Regions from separate parts of the Zea mays genome. Here all the other regions are linked to region 1. Evidence: chromatin contacts called from public Hi-C data. All regions are on one chromosome and are shown on one strand. The core of a region is the stretch at or near the end of the contact, and the rest is flanking DNA. Distances in the headings are between cores, read along the strand shown. Region 1 holds the start of LOC103637385 (ADP,ATP carrier protein 2, chloroplastic). Region 2 holds the start of LOC100283885. Region 3 holds the start of LOC100382806.

What was found. Hi-C and Micro-C count contacts between places; a contact is called where the count stands out from the background.
Region 2: a contact with region 1 is called in a Hi-C map of leaf, with 8 times the contacts expected there. The contact joins the promoter of LOC100283885 here to the promoter of LOC103637385 in region 1. A contact is called at or near these places in 3 of 25 Hi-C or Micro-C datasets (ear, leaf and tassel).
Region 3: a contact with region 1 is called in a Hi-C map of endosperm, with 3 times the contacts expected there. The contact joins the promoter of LOC100382806 here to the promoter of LOC103637385 in region 1. A contact is called at or near these places in 2 of 25 Hi-C or Micro-C datasets (endosperm and leaf).

Annotation. Positions count from the first base shown.
Region 1 is chr8:150,865,226-150,869,096 of Zm-B73-REFERENCE-NAM-5.0, reverse strand. It overlaps LOC103637385 (ADP,ATP carrier protein 2, chloroplastic), which reads left to right and starts at 2,471. Exons shown (of 6, transcript XM_020542419.3): 1 at 2,471-3,383. The coding sequence starts at 2,610.
Region 2 is chr8:150,717,999-150,722,121 of Zm-B73-REFERENCE-NAM-5.0, reverse strand. It overlaps LOC100283885, which reads right to left and starts at 2,640. Exons shown (of 2, transcript NM_001156783.1): 1 at 2,508-2,640; 2 at 1,650-2,099. The coding sequence starts at 2,621. The coding sequence ends at 1,845.
Region 3 is chr8:151,033,771-151,037,561 of Zm-B73-REFERENCE-NAM-5.0, reverse strand. It overlaps LOC100382806, which reads left to right and starts at 1,933. Exons shown (of 8, transcript NM_001361681.1): 1 at 1,933-2,053; 2 at 2,191-2,260; 3 at 3,254-3,310; 4 at 3,398-3,515. The coding sequence starts at 2,051.

The sequences.
Region 1 (3,871 bases), core at 1,222-3,721:
TTGGGAAATGGTCGCCAAGCTAGGAGGGTCCTTATAAAGTAAGACAGGTGATGTCTGGCAACGCCTATTTGCTACAAACATTACAAGGCAAGGATTTGCCTAAGGCTTTGAATGGGCGTTTCCTCAAACAGTACCATCCTAGTATGTGGCAAGATGCCTAAGAGAACCGATGTAATCACATCGAGTTAGTTGCTTTTGGTTTGCTCAGCTCCACCAAAAGGCAGGGGGCATATGTTGAGCCCGCTTTTGAGCCGGCGGACGGTCCGGCCCTGAGGCCGGACGGTCCGCGGTCCGGACAGTCCGCGCCTGTGGGCCGGACGGTCCACGCATGCGCAGAGCAGTTTAGGGTTCCGAGTTTTGTGCTACGATTGTTAGCTATATTCGCGGGATTAGCTCGGAATCAGTTGTGTAAAGGGTCCAGCCCCCTCCTCTATAAATAGAGAGGTCTACGGCCGATTTGTAATCAACAATCGAATCAATACAACTTCTATTTCGCATTTTATCCTAGGAGCAGTTCTAGTTTAGTTTAGGTTTAGCCTCTCGATCCCCAAATTCTTCGTCTCTCTTCGACTCTACGTCGATTAGAGGAGTCTAGGTCGGCCGGCCCGAGCCTAGACACAACCTAGGATCTCTACTCCCCGACGGGGTCCCTCCCAGGAGCGAGATCCAGGCGCCGTCGGCGATCTTCCGCCGCCCCTGCGCACGCGCAGACCGTCCGGCCCTAGGGCGCGGACCGTCCGGCCGTCAGGCAGGGAACCCTAGCCCCTGCGCCAGGTAGCGGACCGTCCGGCCCTGTGCCGCGGACCGTCCGCGCCTGACCAGAGAGCACCGCCGCCTCGTGCCAGGCCACGGACCGTCCGGCCCCCGCGCCCGGACCGTCCGCCCCTGTGCAGAGAGCATCGCCGCTGGTTCTCTTGAGTAATTGGCGCCTCCAAAAAGGCGTCAACACGAACCCTGGGAGGGAAAGGTTAGAGAGAGTGGAACAAAAGGCTCACTGAAATTTTCGCTCTTCAGTATTATATATGGGTCCTCTATGAATTCAATTGATAAAATGATGATTTAGAGACTAAATTTTAGGGAAAAACTTTTGGAGTTGTGCTTAGACAGTAAGCTAGTAATTTTAAGTAAACCTTATAGCTTATTACATGTTTTAAAATGTTTATAAAACTTTTGTATTTGCCTTATGTTTCAATAAATTATATATTTATGCAATGGCATGCGACATTTAGGCTATGTTTGGTGGAGCTTCGATCAGTTTCGCCTAATTATATCGTACACTACATAAGGATATATTTTTACCTCTCCTCTTAAAATGAAAAGCTTCGATTTTTTTTTTCACCGTGGCCCCTTTTGGCAGGGCTCTAGTCCATCTAAAAACAGTTTCGGCTCTAACTTCTCTAGCTCTTTAGCTTCTCTATAGGAGTCGAGCCGTTTTGCAATTCGTTTGGCAAAACAGTTCTTTTGTATTTATTCCGAATGATATATTAGAGAAATGAAGGAGGAGCTGATAGAAGCCACGTCTTTGGTGCTCTGGCTCCCAACACAAAAACGACTCTAGCTCCTCGAGAGCTCTCGATGGGTAGCTGTTTTTTGTGACCGTTTAGTAGGGCTTTATGATGATCCCAAACTAGAGCTGCCAAAGAGCCATGCCAAAGGGTCTCGTACCTCTCCTCTTAAAATGAAAAGGATCGATTTGTACCTTATTAAAAGGAGCTATAAACCACCATTTTAGGTTTCATTTGCTCTTACTTCTTTATGGAGCGTAGATTATTAATCGATTCGTTTCCATAAGAAACTAATTAATAGCAACTATTTTTAGTTATACTTCTTTCGTTTAAAAATAGTTGGCATTATAGGATTCAAATTTGTCTTAAAATAATTGTCATTCTCGTTTCCTAATGTATATTTCTCTTCTCCAAATATGTATTTTTATTTTCCTCAATGCATCTATATCTCTTTCCTTGTTAGTTTCTGTGTGCCATATACCTTTACTTTTTTTTCTTCTAAATTTTCGTATCCAAACTAAAATGTCAACAATTTTAGGATGGAATGAGTATATTATATGGATCAAGTTCAAAACAGGGCCGTAGAGATAAGAGAAAAAAAATCGTTTCTTGCAACGTGGATGAATGCAAGGACGACCACGCTGCGATAGGTCGAAAACAAACCTCTCTGTTTACGACGAGATAGCATGGGAAGTAGCAAACAAATCTTTCTTTCTACAGGAGGACAAGCGCACGGACAGCGCCGCGGCGGGTGGCCCATCCAGGCCGCCGCTGCCGGGTGCTGACTCGAAACTGCGTCGGGCCGGGCGTCAGCCAGGCGCTGTCTCGTTCCGCCCACCTACCCTGCTCACGCATCAACCGCCGAGATCGTTTCCGGCCCGCAAACCAACGGCCGATCGGATCGCCTGCCGTACAAATGCTCCATCGTTTAATAACGCTCCTCCACCGCCGCGCCGGGACCTACTCCTCCCTCCCCTGCTTTCACTCCATTCGCGTCTCGGGGTTTGGACCAGCCACCCGGCGGCGGCGGGCAAACACAGACAGGGCCGCAGGGCCGAGCGACCGGAGCGCCGCCGCCACCGGCAAAGCCACGGCACGGCACCCATGGAGTCGCGCGCCCTCCTGCACGCCCGGCCTGCCGCCCTCCCTGCCCGCGCCGGCCTGCGCCTCCCTCCCCAGCTCCCGCGCCCGCGGGCAGTCTCCTTCTCCCCCGCCGCCAAGCCCGCGCTCCGGTCCCCGCTCCTCGCGTCGAGGGGCCCCTTCCTCCCGCGGCACGACGCGCTTCTGGGGAACGGGTTCCTGAAGCAGAGAGCGGTCAGCGTTGGCGGTGACGTGTCCTTCCGCGCCCAGGCGGCGGCGGCGGCGGTGCCGGCGCCGCAGCCGGAGGAGTCCGCTAAAAAGTTCCTCGGCATCGACGTGAAGACGCTCAGGAAGATCGTGCCGCTGGGGCTCATGTTCTTCTGCATCCTCTTCAACTACACCATCCTGCGGGACACCAAGGACGTGCTGGTGGTCACCGCCAAGGGGAGCAGCGCCGAGATCATCCCTTTCCTCAAGACCTGGGTTAACCTGCCCATGGCCATCGGATTCATGCTCCTCTACACCAAGCTTTCAAACGTTCTCTCGCGGGAGGCGCTCTTCTACACCGTCATCTTCCCGTTCATCGCCTTCTTCGGCGCCTTCGCCTTTGTGCTCTACCCGCTCAGGAACGTCATCCATCCCACCGCGCTCGCGGACAAGCTGCTCGCCGCGCTCGGCCCGAGCTTCCTTGGGCCCGTGGCGATACTGAGGATTTGGAGCTTCTGCCTGTTCTATGTTATGGCTGAGCTCTGGGGCAGCGTCGTCATCTCCGTGCTCTTCTGGGGGTTCGCTAATCAGGTCAGTCTGAACTTTGGATCCTTGGATCAATATTGTTACGTAATGATAATAGCTTATTTAATTATTGTCAAACTTGATTTGAACTATATATCTCATTAGCTAATGTTGGTTTGACTGGATGTTTGGTTATTCGACACTGACAAAAGATGGAAGGGTAAAACTTGACTCTATCAGGATATAATTTAGGCAGGAGGTGATTTGTTCGTGCCTTCGTGGGATAATGGGCAGGTAGTAGAACATTTTGGTTTGTAGTAGGCCCTGCATTGTGGCTTGGTTCGTTGTATTGCATAACTTCTAGGCTAAAAAAATCGAGGTGCTTGTTGCTTTCTTTTATGAATATGCTCGGCTCCATTATTGCTCGCTTTAATGATCTAAGTGATGTTCGAGCTATTGTCAGTCTTAAATTGGTTGTGGATGTCTATTACATTGAACAACTTGGCTGGATATGGTTCACACTTTATAACTCCTTTCTAAAGAAATATTCATTG
Region 2 (4,123 bases), core at 1,391-3,890, 150 kb after region 1:
AAATGATTAATATATAACGACAATTGTTTTGAATAAGTAACTTGGTTAATGATTCATGAAATGTTTTATTGTTGTTAAATATGAGAAGGCTTAAAATATGTAGATATGAATTAATTATTGTTGATATTTAATTGCTTATATTTGAATTATTGTTTAAAAGTTCACCTTAAGTAAAACTCGTTGGTGACCCGAAATTCGACGAGATGGAGTGTGGGTTTGGAATTGCACCCGTGGACGCGATCATGGGTGGGTTTAGTTAAACTTTACGGGTGCGTTTGCGAGCGAATTTTTGCTCTACCTAATTCGAACCCGACCCATTGTCATCCCTAATGTTCAAGAAGATTGGAGCCCAGCAATGCCCAATCTACATCGGGAGACAACAAGCACACTAGAGCTCAGCGACAATGCCCGAGCTGCCTCCCAAACTTCCAACGGCATAGATAGATGGATGGAAAGAGAAGGTGAGAAAGAACAGGAGCGAGACATGGAGAAAATCTCTTTTGAACGGGCATCACTAATGACACAATTAGTTTGAATGGGAGAGATTAGAGAAAAAGAAAAGTTATTTGACAGAGTTCCGCTCTATGATTCTCTAACTCTGAAAGCTAATTATCTAATATAGTGATTACGAGTTATTCTCTAACAGAAGTGAATTTATCTCACAAAAAATGTTTGGCAATAGTCTATCAAGTGATTTATAAGGGGCTGGAGATTAGAGAGCAGGTTGTGGGAGCGATGAGGAACAATTTTTTCTCTCCCATTCTCTAGTACAAAACTGAGATGACCGATGACTCTAAGGTTGGTCGGTTCGAGCAGATGGCCGATGACGCTGACGATCGTCTAAACCAGTCGGTGCCATTTGTGTTGGAGTTGAATCGGTCTGTACCGACTGGTCGATACAACTAAGGCCTAGTTTGGATACTTTGAGATTAGAGTGTTTTGGAGGGATTTAAGATGATGTAAATCCACAATAAATCAAATACTCTCTCAATACATTTCAATCCACTCCAATATCATTTATTACTAGAGTACCTAAACTAGGCCTAAACTGGTTGGTACCGACCAACTTTAATGATGTGTCATTTTTCTAATTGATCCACGCATGTGCCACGCCACGTAGTTGTTTTAACCATTTTAAGTCCAAAAAATAAAAAACTTATAATCTAATATATAAATTAGGTTTTATTTATGAACTATCTATTTTTTATTTTTATGTTTAAGTTATGTAATTTTATTTATAAATTATCTACTTTTTATTATTATGCTTTAGTTATGTAATTTTTTATTATTACTAAAAATTATGAAATTTTGTTAGCTTAATTACGTAATAAGATGTATTTGAGTTTCAATAAAACAATATGTTTCATGTTAACTAAAAGCCTATTGAAGAAGAGCTGATATGGTACCGACGATAAAGGTTATGCACTAGAGCGTTATAGTAGATAAGGATTGACGATGGTTGATATAGATTGGACGATAGATATAGTCTATAAGAGCTAGAACCAGAGTGTAGATCTTTTTTATTTTTTTGAAAAATATGCATCGCCACATGTCGATTTGCGAAGAAGCCACCAATGGTCCGATTGCTCTCAAGCGAGAAGGACGGAGGATGTTCTAATAAACCTAATGGTAGATATAAGATGCAGTTCTAACAATTGGATTTTCAGGCATATAACCTGATGAACAAACAGTACAGCAATGCTTAAGAAAATGTAGACTGAAAACTCAGATTCCAGTTGGCAGTCATACAAGACTCCAACAACGTACAAACTCACATTAGCATCGCCATCAACACAAAGGGCCCCTCGGCAAAGTGCCTTTAGCCACGACGGCCGGACGAGGGATTATCGGATTAGCAAGTTCGTCGGAGGCGGCATCTTCTTGCCACCGGTGGCTCCGTTCTCCTCCTTTCGGCCCAACGCCTTCTCCCGGAGCTTCTCCAGGGCTTTCTTTTTGTTCTCCAACCTCGAAGTTCTAGCTTCTGCTGCACCGGCCACCACGAACAACGCTGCCAGCAGCGCGGATGACACGAATGACAGGGCGTCTCTGCGCGTCGTTACGTGGCTTCTGAGCCCTGTTCGTCCTTGGACATTGGTGGACTGCGTTAAAAATAGGGCAGAGAACATTACTGAGATACATTTCAGCTGATGTTAATTTTCCTTGCGAATTCAGTTTTGTGTAACCGATCGAGTAGATTTCTCAACAACGTGTGTGTGTGTGTGTATATACTCGTAGCTTTGCATACAACAAAGACGAGTTAAACCAGCCCCTGCTCGTGATTTCAGAGTAATCACAGCTGCTGCAAAAAAAGCATCAGGCCTTGCAGTCTGGCAATGGCCATGTAGCAAGTTCGCCTCAACCAAACCAAAACCACCGTAGCTCCAACTATAGGGCCACAAAACTTAGCGGATGCTTCCGAATCACTACTATACCAGCAGCCTGCCAGGCATACAAAGCAGATCTAGCTACAACTACAGTAGCAGAATATCAGCCAATTTTGTCAGTACCTGGTTGTGTCTGCAGCTCAAGGCGGCCATCCGCGGCCCAGTGCCCGTGGAGCTATTTCTCGCCGGAAGGAGACGAGGGGTTGGGCGCAACTGCAGAGACGTCACAGCCATCATCGCTGCTACGACGGACGGTAGAATGCTCTGGTTATGTTAGTTGGAGAAGGTGGCTCGTTGCTTCCTCGCTTTTCTTGACCCTTCCCAATAGTTGAGCTTTCGGACAAAGGCAGTGGGACAAGGTGTAAGGAATGAGTGGCTGGAGAGGATAGTGAAGATACCATGATATCGTTCAACTCCACACATACATGGAGAGTTAGATAAAACAGATAGATTGTTTGATAATAGTTAGATGCATTTTTATTACTGTAGTTTCTATATATTACATAAGTGGATCGCGTCTGAAGCTAAGTACGACACATCAGGCTATACCCGATATACACCGGTTTTATTTTTCCCTATTTTTTAATAAAAAAAATTTATATTATGTTTGAGGATAAAATATAAAAATATATGTTTATTTAGTTAGATAGATGTGAACGTGAAACCAACAGACAAGGTTGACCTCCACTTGTTAGTAGGGATATTATTCTAAAACCAATTGTAAAATAACTTATCTTGTGATTATTTTGAGTTAAGATAATTACTATATTTATTAATAATATTATTATAACTCTTTTCTAAGTGATTTACTACAATTTTGTAATAAATATCTTCGTGATTAGTAACTAATCACGTATAACGTTAACTAGCCAAGCGTCGTACGTTGCTACGGTTTCTATTTATGTTTGAGTATAAAGTATAAAACACAAAAACATGTGTGCTCTATTGGATAGATGTTGGAGCCAACAACTTAACCATAGGTTGAATCCTCATTCGTGCATAATTTTCGGTGTTCTAGAAATCGTTATTAATCATCAAATAATCGATAGACAATCGATATGATTAACATGTAATCACATAAGTAATGGGTCAACCCGATTAATCAGTCATTGACCCAATTAATCGATCGTTGACCCAATTTGGTTGTTGACCTAGCCTAATTAAACAAAAAAGCCCAATAGAAGCAAGGCAGTAGACACCTCATAGTCCTATTTTGAAAGAATCTAGACCACCTTTGATATGGTACCTCATTTTGTCTAATGCCATATTGTCATTAATTAGACTAAAAATAGCCTTGTTTATTCTAAATTGTTTGGCTGATTCGATTTGCATCATAGGTGCATACCAAGAGAAGAAATAAGCTAGATGCACAATGTACAAGTGATGTTGTCATTGTTCAATTCAATAAAAGATTGCTTAGAAAAAAGAGAAACAAGGATAAAAATATTAATGTACTTCTATCTAATGTTGCTTCTAATGCTGCAAGACTCGTTGGTTGAAGGATGTGACGATATTAATAAAGAAAATGAGTGAAATGAAGCTATGATACTTTGTAGAAGTTCAAGAGTTAGTTAATTTCATGAAGATAATTTTGAGTCTAACAGCGAGTGTGAAGACATCGAAATAGATGATGAGGGTATTGAGTTTGAGTCAGACCATTATGAAGTGCTTCCAACAAAAGATTATGAGCAATACGATGAAGATTGATCTATGATGGCTAGCTATATCTGTTTTGTATT
Region 3 (3,791 bases), core at 684-3,183, 170 kb before region 1:
ACCCCAAAAAGTGGGTATTACATAGGCGAACCAAAGCTGTCGAAAGGATGGAGGCAGCTTAGAATGAGGTATAAAGTTTTTTTTTTGTTTTTTTACAAAAGTGTTGACAGACGTGGGGAAACAGATGTTACGCATGCGGCGAACGACACATGAAAATCGTGCTTTAAATAAAAGTAGATAAGTGCTCGATATCTATATATTAAAGATAGACGGTACTTAAATGGAATTAATGTTATCTAACTTCGCGGACGCAACACTAGTGTATAAATATACATGTCTAAATAAACCAGACCTAACGAGTGGCCTGTGGCTCGACAAGGTTTTGGTCGGCCTAAACACGACATGACTTGGCCCTATTTTATTATTTCGTTATTTTTCTATAAAAATCTATATAGTATATTTGAATATAAAGTATAAAACATAAAAACATATGTTCTAGTGGCTATGTGGATGTGAACGTGGGTTTAGAGCCAACAATTATGCATAATTTTTCTTATTTTTACCATTTAAACTCCACATCCATATGAAAAGTTGTAGATGAGTCTAAAAATTTATTCATATTGCCGGTACATAGCTACGGTGGTTTTCTATATATCATGTGTGATTATATTTTAAAATTTCTAATTATTAGTTCATATTTTAACGATATCGATCTCTCTTAATTTTAATGCAATTATACAAGTGTTGTTGTGGTAGAGGGCGTTGGTTCGATGCCTACTCTCACTTAATATTTTTGTTGCATGCCTTGAATTTTGATGTAGACACAAACACGTGCGTGGAGGCCTGACATACTCGCGCGGGACGCATTGACGCACGAAAAAACCGATGAAACTCTTGTATTATATAATAGTAAAGATAAATGTTTTCTGTTAAAGGAGTGGCGGTCGCAGAACCGACGACTAGCTAGGGTGGTTACACTCCACGTGGGTAGGGGCGAGCGTGGTATCGGGGGAGAGCGCATGCACGGTTAGATGACATGGGGCGATAGACCAAACAATGCAGATGTGTGGACGACAGAACGCGGGTTCTTCCAAAAGATGTAAGAGACCTTTTTTTGCAAATATAACGCATGATGACTGTTGAAACTGGTGCTTTATAAAGTAGAGATAGAGATTTTCCAGAAGTTGGGTCGAAGGAGGGAGGGACATCGGGTTTAATCCAAAAGATGTAAGAGACTTTTTTTAAAAAAATGAAGCACGACAACCGTTGAAACTGGTGCTTTAATACAATAGAGTTAGAGATAAAGACAGAGAAGAGATGAGATAGATATAGGGGTGACAATAAGCTCTAAATTTTACACTATAAGATTTAAGAATCGGATCAGATTAGGATTGTACCCTATTTCTAATATTTAACTAAGATTTATTTAGGCCTACTATTTTGTGAAGAAGCATTTGAATTACGATTAGGGGATGATAATAGATCGTGATCCAAATGCTTCTTTACAAAATAGTAGAGCTCTAAATAATTTGTAGTTCAAAAATGAATATAAATAGAATCTAATTCTAATTCGATTAAATCTTACAGTGTAAAATTTAGAGTATATTATCAGCCCTATCCTCTAGACAGAGAAGAGGAAAAAGTGTGTTGACGATAAATACAGTCCGGCCCCTCACACAGTAAGGAACGTCTTAAAAAACACGAGACAGAGGCAGCCGCCCAGGTGTCCGTTGGCGTAGAGGACCGTTCGCACGCAGGCCGAAAGAAGGGCCCAACGGGCCCAGTTATCTCGCGTGGGCGGAAAGCTAGGTCATCCCCACGATCCGCTCCTCACCTCGGGGAATCCAACGGCACCCGGTTCCTGCGTCCATCCAAAGCTAATACACACGGGCCGCACTAGCACCGCTCACCCCTCAACAGAAAGCAAAAGAGAAACGTCACTTCTCCTCGTATAAAAGCATCCGCCTCAACCCACCTCAGCGGACTGCTCCACCAGTTGCAGAGTCCAGAGTCCAGACGCCAGACGCCCTCTACTTCTCTTCTCTCTAGTTATACATTTCAAACTCTTGGCCGCCGCAGCGGTCTCTGTTCGCCGCGCCCCGCCGCAGAAATGGTGAGCACGAACGGCCGCGATAGAGCGACCCTTCCAGTTCCACTTCCACTGCTCGGTGTTTCTGACGTAGATCGTGCCGTTTGCCTTCGCCGGATCGTCTGATTGGCCCATGGTTTTGGGTTGGTTTTCTCTCGCAGGCGCTGCCGAATCAGCAGGTTGTGGATTACCCCAGCTTCAAGCTCGTCATCGTTGGCGACGGTGGAACTGGTGATTTCCTCTGTCCTTCCTTTATGCCTCGTATGCTTTTTTTTAATTCGTATGTGGATGTTGGGAGATGCGAGTGCCGCGTTTGTTGCCGTTGTTCCCTAGAGATCCGGCGGACCGGGTACTGATTCGTTGTTGAGGCAGTACAGATTTTGTCCGATGGGTAGGCATATGGATATGGGATTGGTAGGGGGTTTAGCTTGTGTGGGGTTGGACTCTACACGGGGAACCATTTAGCTATTCGTGAACTGATTTGGGATTTTTAGGCCTGTTTGGGACGCAGAAATTGGAAAACACAGGAACAGAATGCTCTAACATCTTGAATCCTATGGATTGAGAAAATCATTTGGAGCACAGGAAAAATACGCCAATTCGATGAGAGGCTGACACGAAGGAAACTTTCCATGAGGTTCAATCTCTTCAGTAAATTCCTCCAAAATTCCTATGTAACAGGCCATTACATAGGAATTGCACGGGATTTGTCAAAACCCAATCCTTTTTCCCCAAGGGGTTATTCCTATAGGGTTTCAATCCTCTACTGGGGTTTGGATACTACATGGGGAATCGATTGGTTTCCTGCCCTGGAATCAGTTTCGTTACCGGCAAATTTTGTGTTCTCGCTCTGACCAGCCGCGAAGGCCAATAACATCTTCCAACAAGGATCTACTCAACAGTACCGCGAGCTGTTTGGTGAGGATATGGTTAATCACTGTTTAGTTTCTGTTGAAAGGTTGAGGAGTGACTCAAGAATAAAATGTTTATATCCAATCAGAAATAAGTGTTTCAGTTTGTGCATGATTTTTAATTCCAAGCAATTTGGGATAATAAGATAATGGAGTAGATCTTTTCAATTTCAACATAAAATAAAGGCATGCTCCTTTCCAAGACGGGTGTTGTGTAGATCTAACGGTCATTCAGGAGCTTGAGCAGTGGAACACCCACGTGGTTGAGAAACCTAGGTGCAAATAAGTATCTTATACCTTGTGCTTTCTGTAGGCAAAACCACATTTGTGAAGAGGCATCTTACTGGCGAGTTTGAGAAGAAATATGAGCGTAAGTCTCGTATGATTGGTATTGTGTCTCATCTGGCTTGGGGAACACTGAACTTATAATAAATTGAACTTCTATCCTCCATTGCAGCCACCATTGGTGTTGAAGTTCACCCTCTGGATTTTAGCACTAACTGTGGCAAAATTCGCTTCTATTGCTGGGACACTGCTGGGCAAGAAAAGTTCGGTGGCCTCAGGGATGGCTACTAGTAAGTGAGAAATTCATATTTCATTCAATTTGTTTGTTTTTTTATTCATGTGAAGCTCTGTGTCTATGCATTACTAAAGTTTTTGTATTGCTCCAGGCTACAATACATCTTTTAGTGGTTGTCATTGGGTATATTGGTACTTTCTTTATTGATGAACTGTACTGTGTAAGTTCTATTAGGGGATTGGAGGGGATTGAAAATTATGTCCGCATAATGGTTAAGCTAGTATCCCATCAGCACTCCGTTTGGTGTGTAATGCACCAAGCTCCTATAACT